Regions from separate parts of the Anser cygnoides genome. Here regions 2 and 3 are each linked to region 1. A link is a contact called in public Hi-C data. All regions are on one chromosome and are shown on one strand. Each heading gives the region's core, a stretch centred on a gene start, on an enhancer-like site or on the middle of the called end of the contact. The rest is flanking DNA. Distances are from core to core; before and after follow the strand shown.

Region 1 (3,531 bases), core at 474-2,973:
TGGCTGGCTCAGCAAGCCTGGCTCACCTCTTGACACTTACTTGCAAAAGGAAGGATTTTTCCCTTTAATAAGCAAAGAGGAAAACTGGCTAAAGTGACCCTTGTGAGGTCAATCCCTCTCCCTCACCACAACCCCAGCATCTACTCCATCATAACACAGTACTGCATGTGTTGCGTTATTTCATCTTTGGGAAGATCTTGAGGGGAAAGCAAAGAAGCGTCTTTGTGGAAATGTCACGTAGCTTGCCACCAAAGCAGCAGCTCAGCCGCTTGCTGCCTACCCTGGACTGGCACAGCCCTGGGAGCACGTGGGCTACGTAAGAATACCGGGTCCCCTCCCTGGGGAAGGCTGCCAAGAAAGCTTGATTAATGCTCAGCAAGGTGATTGACCTTCCATGGTGAGCCTGAGCAGGGAGTGGTTGGTGCGAAAAGAGGCTGTGATTTCAGGGTATAAAAGAACGGTACGGGAAATACGGGAATTAAGTATTTTGGGCAGGATGAACCGTTGCAGTCTCTCTTGGAAAGGAGCAGGGGTTGAGGAGGAATGAGCCTGGGGAAGGCAATGTCTGCAGGGGGGAGGATGATGGAAGAAAAGACGAAGTTAGAAGTCCCACGGGAGGGTGAGCCTGCCTGAGGCTGAAGGCTTGGGAATTTGCTGGGGCTCAGTCATGGGGGAGCATGCCTGGCCAGAGCTTCATGTGAGCACCCAGGAGGTTTCAGGGAGCTCTGGTGGGACAGCTCAGGGGGCAGAAGCTGCTCTGACAGCCACAGTAACATCCTAAAGGGGAGGCATCACCCTTCTGCACCCAAAAGGATCCCTCTGGGTCACCAAAATGATGTACCTGGACAGCAGGGACTCCAGGAATGACAGTCCCTGTAGTAGGTAGTATTTGTGCATACGTGAGATGACAGTGGCTCTTCTGGACAGGGATAGCTTACTTATGGGCCTGTCCTGCAACCCAGTCTGTGATTCCTCAGGCTCAAGATCTAGAAAATACAACAAACTGTGTCACCTCATCTCAGTCTCTTAGCTCTAATCCTTCACGTTTATACCATGCTGCCTACCAGGGCAACTAACTCTTAACCTGCACAGGGTCTTGCTCCGTGAAGGCTGCTCTCACCACGGGAGCCACAACCTGTGGCCTGAGCCACAACATGTGGCCTGAGCCACAATGTGAGTCCTGAGCCACAATGTGAGGCCTGAGCCACAACATGAGGCCTGAGCCACAACGTGAGGCCTGAGCCACAACATGAGGCCTGATCCACCTGCAGGACCTCCCTTCCCCGCCGTCACTGCCAGGCTGACGGAAGCGGTGGAAACGCTACGCCCATGCGTGGTCTTGACCCCTGGCACAGCGTTGTTGCTGTTTCCACTTTTATTCAGTACGGTTTCCTGGATAAATGGCTCGATTCTCCTCTCCTGACCCTCTGTAAATATTATTTCAAGGGTTCCTTTGAAATTATATAAACAATCACCCGTTTTCGACTTTCACACAGTATTTTTGTCGCCCTTTAATATGCAGATATATATTCATGGCCCTGACTAAGTTAACATTCTCCTCCAGTGGTTCCCACTTCTGTGCTGCTTTATTTACCTCTTAAGCAACAGGTTATTGCCTTTCACTTGCGGCCTTGAATTTCTCATATCCCAAATAATTTCATGGGATTTTAGTTGCAGCAATGACCAAGGGATTCTCATAGCATTGGAGGCCTGTGCCTGACTTTCATAGATATCAAGGATCTTGTCAAAAAATCCCAGCTCACCAAGGTTTTCTTCTTTGAAGAACTAAAGCTCTGAGTCTTAATATTTTATATTACTGTGGGATGTGAGTGACTGAGGAGAAACCTTCTTTTGGGTGCCTGAAAGTTTGTCTTTTTTACCAAAGTGTGTGATTTGGTCCAAGTAAAAGAGATGTTTTCTCCCTGTTACTTTTTATTTATTTATATCATTTTATCTACCATAGCTAGAACACAAATATGTAAGACTGTAAATGTGAAGTGCTGGGGTGAGGCAGCAGAAGCAGTCACCCCATCTCTATTTAAGAATTTAGTGCAACCATAAAAAAGACATTCCTGATAAAATGCTGGAAGTAAAATCTTCAATTGCTGCATCATCATCATAAAGACACTGAGAAATCACTGAGAAGCAAGAATAAAAGAGAGTCTCGGAGGCCTCCAAATTTTGCCGACGTACTACTACTGCTATCTTTTCTGTACATATTAGCTGCCAGCCTGTCTTGAGCAACCTCCCTGAAGCAAGCAACAGACAAGTGTAGCAGCCACAGGCTGTTTTTCCCCTGCTCTTGTCTTCTGCCTGAGGAACTTTGCTCCCTCAGCAAATCCTGACAAAGTATATGGCACTTGAATGAACAGCTTTAACTGTAAACACGGAGCAGGACCAAAGGTGAGATAAACAGGAGGCTGTGAAAAGCAAGCAGCATAACCCAGCAGCTCTCAATGATCCGGGAACAAGGGGCAGAGCTGACGTCCAAGAATTGGACTGAGGCTGATGTTTGCTTGCCCCTGAGATCACAGGACGCTGTTTTGAGGACCCTTTCAATGGGGATCCTGTAGGAAATTTGCTGGCTGTTAACAGCAAGGTGGAAGGGAAGAGCAAATTGAACACCATGACTTAGACCACTGCTTGACCTTTTGCAAGCGAAGAGGGGTGGCAAGGTCCCAGCAGAAAGTCCAGAATTACGATGAGGGAGTTAGCGGGTGACACGTGCTTGGAGAGCTGCATCCCACCCCACTGCAGACATGCCATCAGTCACGGTGGTGAAGCTGCTTCTGCCTGATGTTGTTACTTACCTTCATACCCCACCCAGCAGGGCCATGGCTGAAACCCGTGTCTGCAGGCAATGCTGGCTGGAATGTTTTTAAACATAGCTTTTCCTTCTAAAAGATGTTTTGATTAAATGCATCGTTTTAAATAACAAGATATTGATGTCAATGGAAATTTCCCCTGGCAAAATATGTCAGTATGGGCGTCTTCTCTGTTTTGCGTTGAGAAATGCATTTTCATGAACTTATAAATTTCAAAATTGTATCCCAATTTTTATTGTACTTCTCTTTTACTATATGACAGCACCTCAACATGCACATCACTGGATAAAAGACTTGAAATATTGGAGTTTTATTTCCTTTCTCAAATCATGATGGACAGCTGTTATTTAGTACTAATTAAAAACCTTATCTTTTTTTCACAGATCAAAGTGTCTCCTGTTTGTTTTGTAATGAAGCAGTTTGACACTTTCTGTGTTTGACTTTTTGTCAGACTGTTTTGTTACAAAACAAATAAAAGTCACTTTGATCTGTAAAGAAAGATAAGATTTTTTAATTAGTACTATATAACAGCTGCTCCTAATTTCATTTAAAAATAAAAGAATGGAACGCTTCAAATCTCTTGCCATATTATGCACTACACTTTATTCTAAAACAGCCAGTAATCATGATAAAACACAGAAAGGGCATGAACTAGGATTTCTGACTGGTGCTTTGAAATTCTGGAATGTAAATGAAATACTAAATG
Region 2 (3,531 bases), core at 676-3,175, 200 kb before region 1:
CCACCCAGCTGTGACCCTGCTGCTCTCCCCCATTCCCACCCCAAAAGCCCCTCTGCGTTGGGAGGTAGCCCCGTTGCCCATGCCAAGGCGACCACACAGCGTGGCCACCAGAGAACGGCCGGCTGGCAACAGAAACCAGTTGTCTGGGTGGGAGCCAGGGAGATACTGCAGCCCTGCAGCGAAATACCGCTGAAAGGCCAGAACCGCATGGGAAAGGGCCTCCTCCCCACCTCTCCTCGGATGTGGCAGAGGAGTTTCTTCGGTCTCGTGTTTTTTGCAAGGGGAGGGGCTCGGCGGCCAGAGCCGCGAGTGCTGCCGCACAGTCGGACGATTGTGTGGTAGGTGGGGAGGAGAGGGAACAAAGGCGCAGTGCTGAAAGCACAGCACTACCAACAATCGCAGGGAAAAAAACCAAGCCTTCCCCGTGAGCTCTGCGGCGTGGCACGGCCTCTGCCAGGCCGCTCTCTGCACCAGCTCTGGGGCTCGGTTCCGCTGCCATTCCCTTGGGACCCGCAGCCAAGTGCCACGGTGTGGGCGACAAGATGGACGGGCATGGCGGGCCTTTGGGGGCCAGCCCGGGCAGCACCCCGGCCCCACCACCCCTCTCCCGGGTGCTCCCCGGGGGCTCCCCGGCCATGCCCGGGCCCACGAGGCGCCGAGCCGGGCTCTGCCGGCAGGTGGCAGGGCAGCCCCGCTCCTTAGCCCGGCCCGGCCCCTCGGCGACGCCTGCGGGCATGGTGTCTCCATGAGGGGGCTTGTGGCACCTTGGCATGGCGCCCCGCCACCTCCACCGCCCGCTGCGGGGCGAGGTGTGAGGCCGGGGCGGATGGCTCCGGCTTCGTGTCTTCCTCTGCCATCAGCCCCGCGACACGCGGCCACCGGGAGCTGGAGCCGGTGGCCACGACGGGGAGGCTTGCCTCAGCACCCTGCCCCATGAGTTAGTTGTTCCTCGGCAGCCTGCCTGCAAGGGAAGCCTTGGGCTGGCTGTTCGCGGCCGCCCTACAGTGATGGGCATTTTTATTATTATTAATGGCAGTACGTTCACACCGAGGTTAGGTTACAGCTCCATTGTGAGCGTCTCCACACAAGCGCGGTTGGAGACAGCCTGTACTCCGGGGAACACGCCGTCCAAACAGAAACGGCACCAAAAAGGGCAGGGAAGGGAGGCAGCACGGGGAGAGGAAGCGCTTTCCCCCCCGGCTTCATCCAGCTGGCCGGTGGCAGAAAACAGGCTTTCTACACCCATACAGGCCCCTCATCCTTTGGACTGCACGGTCCTCTTGTGTAAGTGGAATAAATAACCTCTGACTGGCTAGTTTTTGGTGGTTCAGCATTTGTAAATGCTGACCGTTTACCCCTTGGTTAAAGCTAAACTTGCCTTCTCTTTCCCCAGCTGTTTAACGTAGATACAGGGAGCCAGGAGCCCATGCCACTGTGCTCGGGGCTGTGAAGGTAATCATTAACCCGCGGGGCTCCTGCCTGCCCCATGGGTGCCAGAGACCTCCGATGGAGGACCACTGCCCACCCTGCCCTCCCGAGGGCCAGGCCTGGGTGGGCAGCCCCCCGGGCTTACCAGGTGGCCAGCCAGGAGGAGAGCAGGACCACTGCGGGCAGCTGAACTTTTCACTCCAGCTTACAGAGAGGTTTCCAGAGATGCTTCGAGGGAGGGAAGGGGATGGGAAGCAAGATTTGCAGGGGGACCAGCCTGGCTTTTTTGAATTCAGCTGCAGAGTTAGTTAACAAAGTTGCAGGTTCTCAGTCTCTTTTTCTCTTTCTTTGCCAACTCTTTTTTTTTTTTTTTTCCTTCCTCAATATAAATACCCTAGGGCAGTTTCTTTTCTTTTTGGTATGAATGTGATGATCTTTCGGGCCTGCGATTGGCTCCACAGCTTGTCATCGAGGACACACCTCCTGGCGAGGGGCCACCGCCTCCCCCTCTTGTGAAAGCTTCCCCTTGTAACAAGTGAGCGTAATTACATCAGTTACTCACTAGAGCACAGACCTGCTTTAAATTTTGGCCTCTCAGAGCCTTTGAGAAGCTGAAGGACTAGAAAATGCAGTTTCAAAGGCCTGTAGCACTGTGGAGCGTGCAACTCAAGCTGGGCTCTTCCCTCCCAGGAATTAAGGCTCCCAGTCACATGCAAGGAGGAATGAATATCCCTACCAGCCATTGAAATGGCTACCTGTTAGGAGAACAGACCTGCCACACCAGGGGAGGATTTCCGCTTTACCAAAGCCTGGCCCACTGAAAAAAAAATACACATCTGGTCCCTTTTGAATTGAGCCTTGGTGTAAATGAACCAGAAAAGGCCATGCTTCCAGCGGCACCAAGAAGGAAGGGAGCTCGGAGTGAGCTGCAGGGCTGTGGACGATCCCTGTAAAAGAGCAGAGCCAGCTGAACAAAGGCATCTGTGTGCCAAAAGAAAATGTGTTTCACCCAGCAGCAAGGGTCTGCAGGACAGGGCCAGACCTGCTGGGGGGAGAGAGTGACCCTGAAGAGCAGCATTTGTGTACTGGGTGGGTATTGCAGCATCAGCTTGACACATTTCTGACTGATTGGGATGGGAATTTGCAGCGCTTCTCTAGGCTTGATCCAGAAAGGGCTGAGTGCTGGGGGGGAGCATCCTAGCTGTGCACCAGAGGGCAAGGTCCTCCACTGGGGTAAGTCACCAGAGCACATGGGAAGTCAGTGTTCTCCTAGCTGAGAGCCTGCTCCACACTTGCATGGCAGAGCGTGGCTGATAAAGAGGAAAGTTTCTGTGCAAGAAAGAAAGGAAATGGTGTTCTAACTGGAGGAGAGGACTCACTTCATGTCCCAGGGCGTTTGGTCCCTGCAGGGACACAATCCTGACATACAGTAAAGATGCTGCTGCTAATTGGTGAGCTGGAAGGATGCAGATGAGGTGTAGAGGAATTCAAACCATATGTCTGGCTAGAGATGAGTCTTCATGTACAGACATTTGCAGGGTGTCATAACTGCTATTCTGAAACGAGATGAACCTGGGCCTTTTCAAACACGTCTTGCAAAAAGTAGACACCTTTCCCCTTCTCCCCTACAGCTATTCTCTCACAGACAGGTGTTTGCTCAGTGTACTACTGAACAGATCCAGCCCTAGTTCTGGATCAGGCAGAGCAATCCTTGAGCTGTTTCTCACATCGCCTGGCCAGTGGATTGACTGTAGCCTTTTTTTCCTTGTCCATCTCCTTCATTTCTCTGCCCTCCTCCAAAATAGAAATAACCACCTGCTTTCTATCCTGCATCAGAGAAATGTCTTCCTGGAAATGTCATCAGAACTGATGTGCCCCTGTGAAAAATGTAGGTTTTGATGATTTGGCATTTTCCCATGGAAGAAAAAGCTCCTTTGTTTCTCTGCCCAGCTCTCATAGGAAATGGCTCAGTGGCATGCTGTCTATGTTTTCTCCCAGGGACCTGTTCTGGAGCTGCTGAGAAGCTTCCTAGGTCACGGTCCATTCAGAAACTGGCAGGAGTTGCAGGACCAGGCAGGCCTGGTCTGAATACAAGCAAAGAGC
Region 3 (3,531 bases), core at 330-2,829, 170 kb before region 1:
CCTGTGCTGAAGTGGAAGAGGAAATGGTGCCTTTTCATTAGCACACCGGAGTACTGGCATGTGCCTGCTTCTGTGCCAGCAGGTATTAACGCCCATCAGAGCATGCCAACCAGCAGGCACTGTCTAATCCTGCTGTTGTATAATGAATAAGATTATTGAACTGGAGAACTGAAGGTCAGAGAATGAGAATGAAGGTGTCTGGTGCAGAGCTGCTGTGCTCCACTGAGTTATCAGGGGACACTTCCCTTGTGCCCTGCTCACCACTCCTCCTGGGGGCCTGACCAGTGCTCTTCTTTACATCCAGATGTTCATGGTCAAGAAGGAGGCTATGAAGACCCCAGTCGTTACAGTACAGGCAAGACCAACTTCAGCTCCAGACACTTGTGTCAGCTTGTGCTATATCTGGACATAGCTGGATATGTCCCACTGGATATGTCCCACTGGTCCCACTGGTTTCAGGCTATTATTGAAAGTTAGAGATGCTGCCTGACAAAATAGATGGAAGTTTTCCAAGGGATGAACCTTCCTTCCCGTCAGTGTGTTATGGGCCTGACAGAGGCAGAAGTGGAAGGTGAATATCCAGATTATCTGCAGGTGAAAGATACCAGGAAGTGAAGGGAAAGAGGAAATGCAGGAGTAAGGTCTCAAGAAGGCGAGAAACCCAAGTTATTTCTTTGTATCAGCTCTACATTATAAACAATAGCTTCCATCCCCAGGTCTCATCTCTTTTTCCCATAGCATGCAGAACTGAGAACTCTGAAGATAAAGATCTTTCAGTTCACAGAACGAAGAAAGAGATTACTGCATTACTCTGTAGGGCCTCAGGGAAGATTTGAATGCTTAAGACTTTGGATGGACTTTGAAGGGAACTGCCCTTGAGCAGCCTTTAACTGAAAGGACTGATCTGCAGTCTGAAGCATCTGGGGAGGGGCAAACAGGGTTCTCAGGATTGTATGAAGTCCACAGAGAGCTGAACATCTAATTAATTTCTCCAAACGAAGAAGAATTCCCTATCATCTGCCTTTTTTTGAAATTATCCAGAAATAGTGGGAGGGATCCACAAGCTTGAGGCTAATGCACAACAGCTCTGTTAATCATTTATTAGTGTTTATTTGGTGCGTGTAATGTGTGTGTGGAGATGGCTCTGATGAGCTCTAAACTTCTGGTTCCCATCTGGAAACTCTTGCTGTGCCCAGACTTTGTTCAGACTTTGTTTACCGTCAATTGGCCATCTGGCCTGTCACCAGGAAATACATCAGTACAGGTATCGATCTGTACCATTGATTTTGTGCCACTTCCTCCTCTGGGAGTAAGGAGGAATTCACATGAGAATAACTCATAAAATACTGAGTTCAGCATGCCACCACGGACCCACACAAGGGTCCTCTGTCATGAGGACCTCTCCTCCCTGCCAGTGAAACTGTCTGAAGAAAATAGAGTTCAGATACGGGTATCTATTAGTAAACTGATCAGATGGGACTGCAAGGAATTAGAGGCCTGGGAGGTACAAACTCATTCATCTTGTTTAGGCCAAATGACAGGTTTTTGTTGGGCAGAGGTGCCTGGAGAATATCACGAGGGTGGCTTGCAAGAACTGTCCTGCTGAGGTCTTTGGGCAACATCCACTCAGCTTGGTTTATGGAAGCAGAAAGAACTTGAAAGAAGTAGTCTGTTCCCCAGGCCAGCTGGGTGCTGCCGCTGCTCACGTCTCCTGGGTTTCCAAGGGAAGGCTGACATTCAAACCCCTCCCTTGGAGCAGGTCGTCTCCAGCTGTCTCAGACTCCTCTGATGTGTTCTTCCTCCTTCAAAGCACCGAGCTGGCCTTGGGTCCCTCCTCCTTCATCACTATGCTGGCTGCTGCCACTGCTCCTCCTCCTTCCAGGCGCCCGGCACGGTCTCAGGGGCTCCAGCTCCTGCTTCTTGCAGCCAGCTGACTTGTCCTTTCTGAACAGCGTGAAATATCAGTGAGACACACTGGTGCTGTTGCCCCAGAACAAATAGACCTTAGAAACTCTGCCTTGTGAAGCTGCACTGAGAGAGTGAATTCCTCCTAAGGTAGAGGTGTGCACCACAAATGCAGCACAGCAACAGGTAGAAATGAATGGGATGGGGCTGTTGGCAGCAGCCGAGGAGCTTCCCTGACAGTGGGGTTTCTGTGACCCATCCATGGGCACCGTGGGCCGTGGCCAAGCAGATGGAGTCCTGCCAGCAGCAAAGGTGGCTGCCAGAGGGATGGCTGCCAGATGTTCCAGCTCTCCATGTTCCCAGCCTCCTCATTTCCAGGGAAATCAAAAGAAAAAAAAATAATAAATTTAGACATGAGGACTGAACTAGCTATCACTGGCTGCTTTGGTGTTGAATACAGATTCCTCCAGGCTCGGATGGGAAGAAGTGAGTGTGGACTTATTTTAGAAGAGTTTAGGGAAGAGGTCAGGGTTTCCTGAATGCAGAAATGAAGAAGAGACCTGCATTCACATGGGGAGCACTGCAGGCCTCTCAACTGATGGCTGGCATCAATAGACAGTCTGGGAGAAGTGCTCACCTGGGTATGGAGAACACTCATACAGGCCCTGCACTCTACATAGCCGGGAGAAATCCGATGATATATGAAGCTCAGTGTCTCAAAACATCCCTGAATTCATCTGAATGCAGATGAATATAAACTAAAAGTTGTACAAAACTGCTACAGGAAAAGACTTCTCAATTTTACACTGAGGAAAAAATAAATAAATTTGTTAGGACCTCTTGTCCCAAGAATTAAATGAACCGTTTGACCTTCCATGTCCGCTGTTTCTGAAAGCAGAACACACCTGATGGACAAAAGGAAACACCATCCTATAGGCATTTCTGTTTCCATGTTCGTTCAGTTTGTGCCACAATCCATAATCCAGTGCCACCATCCACTGTATTCTAGACCCTGACAGAGCTGTCTTGAGTGTCTTGCCACGTGGCCGTGGAGCATAACCTTTCTTCAGTTCAGAATAGATATCCTGTAACAAAATAATGTACTTAGAGGGACTGCAAATAGACGTTAAAAAAAAAAAAAAAAAAAGTAGGAGGAGCATTTTCAGGAAGGCTAAAAACAAACAGCAGCATTATGGAGACATTTATTTACAGGCTTACAAAAAAATGGGTGGAAATCTGCTAACAGGCCAGTTTTGCTGTCTCTATTGTTTTCTGCTCTAGCCTCCCTAAATTTTGCTAGTCCCTTTTCTTCAGTGGGTATGAACTGGAGGACTTGCTAACAAGTGAAACCAAACTTTTCAAACCTCCTCACCTCAAAGCTGGCTCCAAGAGCCAATGTTAGGCAGCTGGAAATTGTTTTAAATAGCTCTAAGGATGTCTAATGCCATTCATCCAGACGCAGCAAGCTTCTGAAACGGGCTGTTCTATGCTCATTTTGGAACCTGCATTCAGGCTCCAACATCTGACACGTTGGGCTGTTCTGAGCAGCTCTGCGGCTGCTGCACTGTAAGGGAGGGAAGAGGACAGAATCCAGCTCAGCCACGCAAAGCTGCAGCCTCCTCCATG

Evidence for each region. Hi-C and Micro-C count contacts between places; a contact is called where the count stands out from the background.
Region 2: a Hi-C map of liver shows a contact between it and region 1, with 6 times the contacts expected there. The contact joins two enhancer-like sites. A contact is called at or near these places in 2 of 7 Hi-C or Micro-C datasets (both in liver).
Region 3: a Hi-C map of liver shows a contact between it and region 1, with 5 times the contacts expected there. The contact joins two enhancer-like sites. A contact is called at or near these places in 2 of 7 Hi-C or Micro-C datasets (both in liver).

The regions. Positions count from the first base shown.
Region 1 is chr3:34,210,793-34,214,323 of Taihu_goose_T2T_genome, forward strand. No RefSeq gene overlaps it. Among named protein-coding and RNA genes, the nearest start is that of VEGFA, 49 kb to the right of the region's middle. Within about 2 kb of position 1,724, at least 1 of the 3 cell types and tissues checked has open chromatin away from gene starts, as enhancers often do. A contact at or near this core is called in liver, where this site is marked.
Region 2 is chr3:34,006,601-34,010,131 of Taihu_goose_T2T_genome, forward strand. No RefSeq gene overlaps it. Among named protein-coding and RNA genes, the nearest start is that of TMEM63B, 77 kb to the left of the region's middle. Within about 2 kb of position 1,926, at least 3 of the 3 cell types and tissues checked have open chromatin away from gene starts, as enhancers often do. A contact at or near this core is called in liver, where this site is marked.
Region 3 is chr3:34,037,527-34,041,057 of Taihu_goose_T2T_genome, forward strand. No RefSeq gene overlaps it. Among named protein-coding and RNA genes, the nearest start is that of TMEM63B, 110 kb to the left of the region's middle. Within about 2 kb of position 1,580, at least 2 of the 3 cell types and tissues checked have open chromatin away from gene starts, as enhancers often do. A contact at or near this core is called in liver, where this site is marked.